Regions from separate parts of the Zea mays genome. Here all the other regions are linked to region 3. Evidence: chromatin contacts called from public Hi-C data. All regions are on one chromosome and are shown on one strand. The core of a region is the stretch at or near the end of the contact, and the rest is flanking DNA. Distances in the headings are between cores, read along the strand shown. Region 1 holds the start of LOC103646909. Region 2 has its middle 63 kb from the start of LOC103646909. Region 3 has its middle 82 kb from the start of LOC103648883.

Region 1 (4,431 bases), core at 277-2,776, 130 kb before region 3:
CTTGTTCGATCTGTTTTTATATGAACACATACAAGCATTATATCTTTAAAAAGTTATGAAACAAAGGCATGTCAGAATAATTAGTCCTGGAATATTACAATGAGTTATGCTGCTTCAACAAACCTTATTTTGTCTGCAAAAGAAACAGAGAGAAGAATTTTAGAACTGAAACAACATGTAGGGTAGAATATTTAGGGCTGGAATACTACAACGAATTATGCTGCTCCAACACACCTTATTACGCCGGCAAAAGGAGCAGAGAGAAGTATTTTAGAAGTGAAACAACGTCTAAGACATTTTTTATTGTAGCATATTATTACATTCGTTTGAGACACTCTTCGTTATAGCTTATTAATACACTCAGGAATTTTTATTTGTTCTCACTTTCAGAAGTATTTGAGTAGTTGAAGAACCTATATGAAATTGGCTACTCACATGAATACTTGATTGGAGATGCAAAGAGAGCAGTAATTACACACGCTATCAAATAACCTTTTGCAAAGTGTGTGGTTAGAATCCTCACCATTTTTCCCTTCTGTTTTCCTAATAAGCAAAGGGAGAAAAGAGAGATCGAACCCTATTCCAACACATCCATCAGCGGTTACGTGATGTAACCTTGAAGCCGTGGATCACATTACTGAGGACAGTGCATTGGGCTGCCTCGGTTCCGTGGTACATGCCCCCACTCCGGCCATGGCAGGGCCGATCTACTACTACTACTTGGCGTGGCGGCGCGATGGCCCTGGTAATCCCGACTGCTGCTGAGGAGAATGGCAGTCTTAGTGCTCCGTTAGGTGGGGAGAACATCGTCGCGGTGGCTAGGACCAAACAAACGAGAGCGAGCAAGCCAGGGAGACGATGGGTTGGGCAACCATGGACGCGGCCCTTCGGGTATGCTCTGGAGAAGGTTCCAGACCATGTTGTGGCGAGAGCTACTGATTCGCCGCTATCAAACGCTTGTATCCGTCATCCGTCGGATTGGGATCAGATGCCTGAGAAAATATAGAACGATGTGGATAGACTATCAGGGCACGTTTTGTACCGTCTTTCATATATAGTAAATAAATTGGGGTGGGCCACAACAAGGCCTTCCAGCACACGCTAGCGGACTCTCGGATGAGAGGGGGCTGTTCGCCGATTGGGTAGGGGGCAAATTTGCGGCGCGCGTTGGCCAGCGCGTTGGCCAGCCCACTGCGGGATCTGGGCATCCGGCGACGGCGGCCCGAGCGACGCCTCTACTGAAGGGAAGCCAGGGAGGGAGGAGCGACACAGCGTCTGGCAAAAGGGCAATCCGGCGGTTGGCTGGCTCGCCGGCGCGGCTTCCCCTCCGTAGATCCTAAACCCTAAACGCCATCGCCAAAGCCTTCGTCAGCCAGTCCTCCAAGGCACAGGAAAGTTGAGGGAAGCACGGGTGGTATTTGGAGTTTTGTGCAGATAAGACCACCACGCATCCAATCCATCCCTGTCTTCTCTTCCCACTTCCCAGTCCCCAATCGCGTTCTCTTCCTTGGCGACATGGCGGCCGCCACCGGCTACAGCGACGCCCCAACCGACGAGCAACTGCTGGCGTACGCTGAGCTGCCCAAACATGGCCGCGACATGGCGGAGGTGTTCGCCGTGCGCATCCCCGCCACCGTCGGAGGAAACCTGCCGCCCCGTGGCAGCATCGTTTTCTACGGCGGCCACTGCTGCAGCGATTTCATTTACAGCTGGAGTCCACTGGAAGAGGAAGAAGACACCTCGAAGCAAATCTGCGACAGCCAGGTGCAGTTCCCTTTAATCTCTCCTTCTTAGTACCATCTTAATAGCTCTACTGTAAGCACTACTATGTCGCAAGCACCAACAATAGCATAGGTTTCGATTTTTTAATGATTTCAGCAAACGGTCAATCAATGAATAGAAATAAAAACCATGAAACTTCTGTTTTTAAAAGAACAGAGTACTCTGTTTCTTAAGTAGGTGGAATAGCAGAGGAAACAACGAGGTAGCATAGTGCTTAGGGAGTAGGGACTATGGTATGGGTAACGGGGTAGGTATTCGATTTCTGTTTGTTGCTTTTATTTTTATTTTTTGGCTATAATTTATCGGAAAATCAAGTGGTTCCTGTCAATAATCGAGCTATTGTAGTTATCGGCACCATGGTGATTGCCGATGATACCTGAAACGGCGGTACAACCCACAAAAATCAGTTGCATGAAGATCTACTAGAAGAAATTTAGATTTTTGTCTCTAATAAATCATTCTTTGTACTCTAGTTCCTTTTTTTTCTAGCTTCAATCTTGGGTTCCATTAATCATCCTTATAACTTCTTTAAGAAAGATCTATGCTATGGTTGGAAATGTTTTGTTTACAATAGCTAGAACTGATTTACATCATTACATGGCCTTGCCCCCTTTCATCCATCACCTTGAGTCTGAAAAGAAGGTTCTCGCTTTCTTCATTGTTAGGTCTGTTTAATTAAATCGTACGAGACGTTGTGTTAAATGTATCACAACATCCGTCGTCTATGAGCAGGCAGGACAGCAAGTGATCCACTTTCTTCATGCATTCTTGTACCGAAACAGGGTAACCTCGTGCTAACTGGGCCATCATTGGCCACCTCGGCATACAGTCCAATTGCTTTCTTCCTCTACCTCCATGATGGCAGCCCGCAAGCCGGAGAAGCCACCGAGGACGACGAGGACATCGGGAGGATACTCTGCGACTGCATCGGCGACGACTTCTCCAACTACAACAGGGCCATAGTCGAGACTGTCCAAACGGGCTATGGCCCCGCTGAAGTGATCTATGCCGTCCTGAGCAACGGCGTCCAAGGCCGGGTCGCCGTCAAACTTGCTCGCCCGCCGGTGTCCAAAGCTGGAGAAGAAGACGCCACCACCATTCTTGGGAGGATCGTTGCTCGCAGCAAGCTGTTCGACGTCGGCTGCGTGCTCTTCTACAAAGAGGGTGACAATGGAGTGAACGTGCGACCGGGGGGGCTGATTCAGTTGGCGAGGGAAGCGCTCGCCGTGCCGCTGCACATGCCGCTGACGATTGAGCTTGACCTGCATCGCTGTTCCGGCGATGAAATTGTTGGAGGGGTCCTTGAGTTCAATCCTGCGACCAACGGCCAGCACACGGAACGACTTGTTGGAGAAAATGGCGCTGAATTGGAAGTGGCAATTTCATGGTCGCAGTACCCTTGGTAATGCCTATTATTATTAGCCTATAATTCAAGAGTGCATTTTTATATGTATCAATGACTAAGTGTTTTAAATCATGTTTCATACAAGACAGTTGCACTAGAGCAAGATAACATTTCGTGGTGGGAACGCCAAATAAATAAAAATAGAGGGAGTATCACTTTGGGTTTTTCTAATATATTTGCAATAGTGCATAATAAAACTGTGTGTGCCTCAAAGTGAGGCGCTCAATTTCAGCATCTAAGGTTAGGCATAAAAATAAGCTGAGTGATTAGGAATATCGTCCACCCCCGTAGGCGCCCCGCCCAAAGACTGGTGGCAGGCCTCCTACAGGCAGATGCTAGGTGCGTTTTTCTCCTCCATTTGCCTCTGCCTGTCTGTGGTGATGATTGTTCGTTTGGATTAGTCATGGTTAGTGTGGTGGTAATGCTCAAGTTGGGGCACTGTCAATAGCCGGATTGAGTGTATTTTTTTGGTTTTATGTCACAATAGCTAACATTACAGTTTTAGGTGTGATTGACCACTAAGTCTTTATCTCTGCTCTGATTACTAAGCTGGCAGGATCGAAAAGTTCAATTTTTCATTTGGTAGTCTGAAACTAAAGCTCCTTCACCTTCAGCCCTGTATTTTCACTATGGGAATGGTCTTCCTTAGTCCATATGAATATTACCTGTGGCCTACGGATATGAACATGATAACTATTTTCTAGCTTTGTGATTGATATTGTCATGTGATTCAGCTTCCTAGCAGCACCGGTACCAACCTTTCTATTTTTCACAGTACACTGGCTTCGTTTCTTTTTGTTGCAAATAATTTCTTAGAAAAGTTTGACTCTTCAAATCCTAGGTTGTTGAGTAGATACATAACATCACAGAAGTTGTACGTAAAGGGTAGCAGTGATGCTCTTTATGAGAATCTTTGAGGAAGAGAGATGACCCCCTAACACATCAAATCCAAACTTATTTTTGAACTATTATTTATAAGATAATCTCATTTGTCCCAGTTTTACCGAGCAAAACTTCAAACAAGTACTTAAAAGGGACTTTCCTGTTTATAGATGCCACTTTGATAACTGATGCTGTCTCAATATTATTGTGGCCTTCTGGTGCTTCACCATTAGTTTTATTTCCAACCATATGATAGGCATTGAAAGGACACCAGCTGGCTTAGCCTTTCGGTGACTCTAAACACCACGGCACTTTCAGGTGACACTTCCACATTATAAACATTGTTGTGAGAAACTAGGAGT
Region 2 (4,454 bases), core at 1,811-4,310, 200 kb before region 3:
TGAGAAAAGATTAAGAAAAGTGTACAAAGAATCAGAGTAGCAAGGTAAGTATGTAAGGGTTGTCCAGTTCTATCTAGATTTCGTCCTACAGTCAACATTCCTATGATACCACTTCTGTCACACCCGGATCCAAAACCTGAGCGCGAAATAGTCACCAAGTGTGCTAGGACCAAGTCTTACACATTTGATGACTCGTGGTACAGAAATGAATGTCACATCTTTACTATATAATAGGAGTTCTATACAAAATAATTAAATAATTACATCATACGAAGACAACGATCCAACAACCCGAAGTTGACTGGGACGAACTCTTCACAGTAGCCTCCATGCGCCTCATCCTATGGTACCTGCTCTCGACCTGTGGGGGGTGTGAGACAGCAAGGGTGAGCTCACATACGTTCATCGCTCACCAAGTTGTGGGGAATAATGTGCATGAACTCACCAAAGGTGGGAGCTCATGTGAAGTGTAAGGCTTACCAAAGAGGATGGTCCAAGCTAAGCATTGCTTTTAAAGTTGGTCAAAATTTTATTAGCAGTTACTAAGTGTAAGTAGATACAACCTCAAACAAGTAGTAGATCAAAATTGATAACAACACCCATGATGCAATGCATATGACAAATTGAATTTAATTCCATAAATTAATCATGCAAGAGTCTTGAGCTGCTCATGACCGCAAGCTCGGCTAGTATACCAGTTTTACACTTTGCAGAGGTGGTACCCTTTACCCACAAGTCATGTTATCCATCTGCCACGGGGTTGTACGGGCCCCAAACACCTCTACCAAGGAAGCGAGGCAGGGTAACACTACGAGGCCTTTACAAAGTTCCATTAGCTTCAAAAAACTCGCTACAGTTCCTAGGAAGAGTAATGCAGGAATCCCCCGTCTGACCGCCATGGCAACAAAATCAACCCGAGAACCTCCCTACACGCCCACGCCCCTACTGCCCTTGCCCCTTTCGGGTAAGGTAGTCCTCCACTAGCTTTCCTAATTAGTCAGCCAAGGGCGTCCCATTCCACCCTTGTGGTGGCATGTGTTTCTCAAGTTAAGCTCGATGTTCCAATTAACATAATGGTCTTATCATGAACAAAAATAGAACAATAATAATAAGGAATGACCATGTGCAATAGTTATCTCAACACCCAAAACCATATATAGCAATAGCAGAGACTACCCAAAAGTTTAGGGGTAAACAAGGTGTAAAGATAACCAAACTAGGGTGACCTATTGGGTCCCATCAAAATTAAACCTATGCATGCCAAAATGATTATAGAGAACATTATTGGGTAAATAAAAGTGATCAAGGGCACAACTTGCCTGGGACTCGAGATTCTAGGTACCAGAATGATCTTCAAATTCTCGTGACCTCACTGTTATTCGTAGCAAGACAAACAAACATGGTATAGGCAAAATTAACATCACACCAAGCATAAGCACAAGCTGCATAATAATATTCTACATGATGCTACGAGACCGTGGGTTTGAGAACTAATAAAATCAGATTTACGGTCAAGAAGCTATGGTTTTACCAGGTTCTAAGTGATTGCTAAATAAACTACATATTATGGTGATTAAAATCAATTATGTGAGAATAGATATAACTAACTAAACTTTTAATATAAGTTACAACATAATCATATTTCATCAGAAGATCCAAATTAGAATCCTATATTAACATGTTAATCCAATAACCCTAGGTTGGATAAATTAAATATTTATTTTTAAGAACATGTTACATGATAAAATAATGTTACTATGTTGTAGGTAATACTAACACGAGACCAATGCAACTTGAACGCGTCAATTTGGAGTTCAAACGGATGAGATATGAATTATCTAAATTTCTATACATTTTATATTTAATTTTCATACCTTAAATAGTTTCGAGGGGATAAACAATATTACTATGGATTTAATGCAACTGGAATGGATCATTTTGGAGTTAAAATGGATTAAATATAAATTAAACAGGTTTCAGGATTTATTTTTATACTAAAATCATTTTCTTTATTAATTTACCTATTTTATTTACCATCTGGGCTGCGGCCACAATTCTAGAGAAGTCCAGGGTCTAATGTGATAAAACCAAGACCCAAATACGCTGCTCTTTTAATACCCGGGGATGGCGGTTTTATTTGAAAGAAATCTAGGGTGTCTTTTCGGAAAACGGCGCAGTGGCAACCACAGCCCGTCCTAGGCCATTCGATCGTATGCCTACGGATAAGATTAGATCCTAGTCTTCCCAAACCGGTATACTTCCACCACCACAGGATTCCCCATCAACGGCCAAGGAAGCGCCACGCCGCAACATCCCTAGAGCCCTCGGATTCGATCACGACGACACTGGCTTAATTAGGCCAAAGGGATACGAGCATCGAATCGCCACTATCCATTGCCAGATCAACGCCACCCCTCGCCTTCCACCTTAGCTCCCGTCGCAGTGGCCCGCGCAATCCTCTTGGCGGCGCACCCTCTGGCGCCAGGGGACCCAGTCCCCCGATGACCCCGATTCTACGCTTACCCGAGCTACGCATAGCAAAGATGAAGCCAAACTACAAAGAGGGTTGTTTACCGTCGATGATGTAGCAGGCACTCCCATCCATGACGCAAATCGGATCCACGGCATCCCACGTCCCCGGCGAGAAATTCCCGTGCTCCCAGCCACCAATCTCACCATATGAGGTCACCGACGTGTTCGATGGACTCTGGAGGCTTTCCTCGATTGTCTGCCAAGCCCCGAGCGGTGCACCCAGCAGGATGCACACGTGGCGGACCATCTTTCCCTCTACTCCATTCTTCAACGCTCCAGATGGTGACCCGCCCCTCCAGCTTCCTCACGCCGCAGCCCATAGATGATGGTTGCAGGGCGCTGATTTGTTACGGCCAACACGGTGGGTTTGTTACGGCCAGCGGAGAGGATCTCGGCGGGGGAGCTCGATTCTTTTAGGCACGAGGAGATGAATAGTGGAAAAAGGGCCCACGCGGCAGAAGCACAAGGCGAGAGGGCAGCAGGTCCCGCATGTCGGTGATAGTGGGCACTCAGTGACTCACTGGCAGGACGGCCCCACCTATCGGCGTTGTATATCTGCTCGAGCTGGGATGGCATAGGCGGCATGATGTGGATGAAGTGGTCCGGATGAAGATTGGGCCCAGAGCGGCGTTCCCTTTGCTTTTCTTTCTTGTTTTTTTTCTTTTTTCTATTTTTGTTTTCAGATTTCTATTAAAGTTTAAACTATAATCCGACTCAAACAAAATTCAAACTTGTTTCTATTTTAAGTTTAAGTTTAGTGCACCAACACAGAAACTCCAACATGTATGTAATGCGAAGTCACCCTATTTTATTTTTTTGTTACTTCATCATTTCCATTATATGCTTCTAGGTATAATGACAAACACATAAAGCAATATTTAGTTTAGGAAAATATTTTCTAATGTATAACTATACCAAGATATGTTTATAGCTTAAATCTTTTAGAGAATACTTTTAATTCAATAGTGGGACAACTAATTTCATATGGGTACCTTTAAATTAACTCTTTATTGGGAAGGATGTTTATTTTAGGAGATATAACTTCAAGGCAGGCAGAAAAAAAGAGTACTTCGTTACAAAATATTTAGAGAGTTTCCCATATTCCAAAAATAGGATTTTTAAGGCATTACACTCCCTTAGTTTATAAGGATGAACAGTTGCGCGAGGGAGACGAGGGCTGCGGCGCTGGGCGCCGTGGCTGACCTAGGCTGGTGCGAGCATGAGAGACAAACTACTGTCTCCATTAGGGAAGCCAGAATAATCTGATTCTGCTCCCTCTAACTAATGGTCCATACAAGTATTTATAAAAGACTATGAAAACCCTAATCCTGAAGATAACTATGGGCCTAGGGCCCGGTACCCGTCGGCGCCCCTAGCCCTTGATGGGCCCACGCCTAACATAAGGGATGTTGGTCATAACATCTCTCCCCGCCTGCTGAAACAACTCGTCCTTGAGCTGAAACTCGGGGTATGTCGATCGGAAATCCTCCAAGAGCTCCAATGTTGCATCTTCATCCCCAAGTCTGTGCCACTTGATAAGGACCTGGCAGACATTGCATCATTTGCGTGCGTGGAGAGCTCGTTCGGGCGTCGGAAGTACGCGCCTGTCCTGGACCAGTGGCAATGCACCCGGCACCGCTGGGGGATCACCACGGTGGGGCTTCAGCAAGCCCACATGGAAGATGTCGTGAAGGCGTGAGTCGGACGGTAGCTGCAGATGAAATGCACACGGGGTCCCTGTCACTGACGATGGAAGTGGGGAACTCGTGCAACCGAACAATGCCAGCAAAGAAAGCCTAGGCGACCGACGATGCCGTGTATGGGTGGTCGAGCGAGATGAAATGCACATACATGGAGAAGCGATCGACCATCGTGAGGATAAAAGACTTGCCCCCGACTTTAGGCAGCCCTTCGATGAAGTC
Region 3 (4,141 bases), core at 299-2,798:
AGTTAAGCCAAACGACATGACTGTGAATTCATATAGACCATATCGGGTAGAGAAAGCCGTCTTGGGAATATCAGAAGGTTTAATCTTCATTTGGTGGTAACCCGATCTGAGATCAATCTTCGAGAATACCCTACCACCTCTCATTCGATCGAATAAGTCTTCAATACGGGGTAAAGGATACTTGTTCTTAATTGTGACATCATTAAGTGATCTATAATCCACACACATCATTTGTGATCCATCCTTCTTCTTTACAAACAGAACCGGCGCTCCCCAAGTGAGGAACTCGGACGAATATACCCGGCCTTCTGTAACTCCGTTAACTGTTTCTTAAGTTCTTTTAGTTCTTCTACTGACATCCTGTATGGCATTTTTGAAATAGAAGCAGTTCCAGGTAAGAGGTCAATGACAAACTCAACTTCCCTATCTTGTGGCATTCTAGGTAACTCCTCTGGAAATACATCGGGAAAGTTTCTAACCACACGGATGATGCTGCCTACAAATTTCCCATCTACTATAAATATGGCGGGTCTGGTAGAGGCGGTTATGGTAATCTCAACTTCGAATATTTCTCCTTTAGAGCTGGTGAGTTCTACAGTTCCCCTAGCACAATGTGTAACTGCCTTGGCCTTCCTTAACCACAACATACCAAGTATCAGGTCTATGCTGCTTTCCTCTTATACTATAGGGGTAGCCGAGAATTCACTTCCCATAATTGTCAAGGTTAATCTGTTGGTCATATAATTTTCTTCAAAAGGCCCTTTCGGGGTAATTACTATCAGTGGATTTTGCATATTTTGAAGGGGTAACTCATTTGTGTTAGCATATCGAGCAGAAATAAATGAATGTGTAGCACCAGAATTAAATAGTATTGCTGCAGGAATTGAATTAATATAAAACATACCAATAGCGATGTCAGCTCCGTCAGCGGTAGCATAAGCACTAACTTGATTGACCTTGGCAATGCTGAATCCCTTGCCAGAACCTAGAGTTTGTTGCTTGTTTTGGACAGGGGTGCTGGCAATCCTCTGTGGACAAACATTGGCATAGTGCCCAACCTGACCGCACTCGTAGCATGTGGTGCCTGCACTATGTGCTGCGGGTATCGCCGGGGTGCCAGTGGGGGCAACCTGACGAGTGTAAAGCCCAGAATTTGTATTAGAGAAAAATAATAAAATAAATATATAAATATATTTTATGTTAGTGTTTGGGGATTATGAATCCTTTTGTGATTTATTGGTTTATTTTCTTTTACACATTCAATTATTGGAATCGAAAATTGTCAAGTAACAAATAAATAAAAGTGCACTTCATGCTGGTATTTTTGGTCGGTGATATTTGAATTTTTGAAATCTGGAAATCAGAATTTATTTTAATTTCAAATTCAAAAGAATGAGGAATAGGAAAACAAACTAGGAATTATAAATAAAAAGAAAAAAGGGACAACAACCATGCTTGGGCCGGATTAGATTTGGTGGGCCCAACTCGCCCGTGTTTCTCCCTATCGGGCCAGCGCGCGCGACCGATTGCTCACTGCCATGTGGGTCTGCTGCGCCAGCCTCATACCCGTTCACTGCCGCGTGGGACCCATGCGTCATCCCCCACCTCCGCTAGAATCAGAACCGTGCCCGCGTGCCGCCATACCGGCTTCCTCCGCATGCACAGGGAGTCCGTTCCCTGACTCCAACCTCTTGAGTCCCGCCCGACCGCAATATTAGACCCTGCGCCGACACTCAGTTCCATCCGCCCGGTCCGCGCCCTAGTAAATACGTCTAGAGAGCTCGCCATTGGTAGGAAGCGCCGCCCGGGGAGCTGTCGACGCGCCGTGCCTAGAGCTTCGAATTCGTCCTCACTGGTCACCGTAGTGCCTCGCCTGGACACGCCAAACTGGTCTGGGCCTCTTTGGGCGGGATCTGCAACCGGGGCACCGAGCATTTCTCGCCGGACATCAACACCGCCGAGGAGCGCGATAACGTGGGCGGCGCCGTGTCCACCACCACCCTCGGTGAGAATCCCCCTCGATGCTTCGCTTGGGCTTCTGCGACGTGTAGGGTAGTTCGGATTCAAGCTTTTCACATGAATGCATGGGACCCTGGGTCACCGGTAATGGGCCTCGCCGTGGGGATTTCGCGTGCCGCAGCGGTTTGGGTGGACTGACTACCCTTGGCCATTGGATGCCGGCGTGCGCTTTAGATTAGGCCCGCTGTGGTGCTGTCAACATTTGAATCGCAGCCGTTGGCTATTGAACGGACGATCCGGATTAGAATCAGGTTCACCATTCATCTCGGATCACGGTAGCCGTCCGATCGGTGATGCGAGGGCCCATGTAGCGTACCGATTCATTTTAAGTGAGATCTAATCCTAGTGTTCGGTTCCTAATCGGACGGCCGATCTCATCCCATACCCCTTTATCTGGCGCTTTAGCATAAGAGACTGTGAGTTTCAGAGAAATCAAACCCGCAGTCCACCCAGGTGTAGCCTGAGTCTTGTGGACTTTGCAGTCTCTACCCGACACTCTTTAGTAATTCTGCGCGCAGTCCTAGAGTCTGAGAAAATAGGAATAAGGTTTTAGGAAATGAATTTCTAGTGCCAAATTAAATTCAGAACTTATATAATTCATAGAAAATTCATTTTTAAATCTTTTTCATCCATTCCAGCGGCAATAATTTTGTATTAATATTGTTCATCACTTAGTAACTTTGTTTAGCCATGGAACTTAGATTAAAATTATTCACTTTAGTTTTTCCGTATCATGCACCTAATAACTTCAGAAATTCATAACTCGATAACCGTAACTCCGAATTTAGTGATTCTTGTTCCTACGATCTCATTAGGATGCGTAGAATATTATCATGCATTTGGTGGGATGTTAATTTATACTATGCTGTGCTTGTTTGTATTGTTGCGAGTAGACGAGCTAGCCATAGAGGATCTAGGTGTTCAGCAGGTGCAGACTGCTGAGCAGGAGCTCGTTGAAGGCAAGTTGTGCCCTTGATAACTTCTTTTTATCTAATAATATTCTTTTTATGTTGGATCTTTTATGGGCTTGGCCCATTTATTCAATAAACTCTATGGTGTGTAATGGTGGAGAACACCTATAGTACCATATTGGAAGTCCAAGGGTCGTTGGCTTGACTTATATGGTGGGAATTATTCCACTTAATTTGAGAAGTCAAGAAACGGACAAGGGCGTGCCAGACGCGCGCGCGCGCTGTCGCCGGCCGGGCCAGGCTCGGGCCGGGAGTGGCGTGGCGAGGCGAGGCAAGGCGAGCGGGCATGGTGTGGCTGTGTTAATTTTTAGCACTCATTAACTGCGGGAGTTTCAACTCTGGGTTAAACCTTTCAGTTGCCCGTCTCTTGGCGTGCCGCATGCGAGACCCTTCTCCTTCAGCTGCCCGTCTCTTGGCGTGCCGCATGCGAGACTCTTCTCCTTCAGCTTCCCTTCCGCGATGATAAAAGGGGAGAACGCCTGTCACTTGGTACACGAGAGCAGAACCTTCAGAATCACAGTCTAGCCGCAAGTGTGGGTGTTTCCATCTCGTAACTCTGCGCGCACAGAGAGGCGAGAGGGCAGGTGCCTCCGAAGCCCTTGTCGTTCGAGACCTTGTACGGGGGATCGGCAATTAGGTTTTTGGGGAGCGTCTATGCGACTGCCCAAAACATCTTCTTCCTGGTGACATGACAAGAGAAGCTAGACAAGGATCTAGATCCTCAAAGCGCATGGGAGGGTATGATCAATTTATGTCCTTACTGTTTTGCGTTCTGCAGATTATATATGTTTCATATATTCATCTCTGCTGTTTCATATGTAGCCATAAATTTATATCATCTGTTCTGTCATATTATAATATGTTATATCTAATTGTTTTAATTTTACAGTCATGTTGTTTATGTAGCTATCTGTTTATTTTTAGTTGTTCTATCATAATACTTGTAGCATGTTTATATGCTTATTATATTTATATGATTCATATGCTTTATGTTCTCATGATCCATATTGTTATGGATATATTTGATATCATGATTTCTATGATTAATCATCTTTTATATGTCATCACCATAATGTTAATTTATGAAATTAAAATGATATGGAAAATGCCTATGTCGGTACCCTGAATCAGGGGTACCCCCTACTACAGTA

Evidence for each region. Hi-C and Micro-C count contacts between places; a contact is called where the count stands out from the background.
Region 1: a contact with region 3 is called in a Hi-C map of bundle sheath, with 2.6 times the contacts expected there. The contact joins the promoter of LOC103646909 here to the enhancer-like site in region 3. A contact is called at or near these places in 3 of 25 Hi-C or Micro-C datasets (bundle sheath, leaf and tassel).
Region 2: a Hi-C map of leaf mesophyll shows a contact between it and region 3, with 2.1 times the contacts expected there. The contact joins two enhancer-like sites. A contact is called at or near these places in 2 of 25 Hi-C or Micro-C datasets (endosperm and leaf mesophyll).

The regions. Positions count from the first base shown.
Region 1 is chr2:120,679,470-120,683,900 of Zm-B73-REFERENCE-NAM-5.0, forward strand. LOC103646909 reads left to right here and starts at 1,527. Exons shown (of 3, transcript NM_001368640.1): 1 at 1,527-1,764; 2 at 2,565-3,184. The coding sequence starts at 1,600.
Region 2 is chr2:120,615,786-120,620,239 of Zm-B73-REFERENCE-NAM-5.0, forward strand. No RefSeq gene overlaps it. Among protein-coding and RNA genes, the nearest start is that of LOC103646909, 63 kb to the right of the region's middle. Within about 2 kb of position 3,061, at least 17 of the 20 cell types and tissues checked have an H3K27ac peak or open chromatin away from gene starts, as enhancers often do. A contact at or near this core is called in leaf mesophyll, where this site is marked.
Region 3 is chr2:120,812,498-120,816,638 of Zm-B73-REFERENCE-NAM-5.0, forward strand. No RefSeq gene overlaps it. Among protein-coding and RNA genes, the nearest start is that of LOC103648883, 82 kb to the right of the region's middle. Within about 2 kb of position 1,549, at least 18 of the 20 cell types and tissues checked have an H3K27ac peak or open chromatin away from gene starts, as enhancers often do. A contact at or near this core is called in bundle sheath, leaf, leaf mesophyll and 1 more, where this site is marked.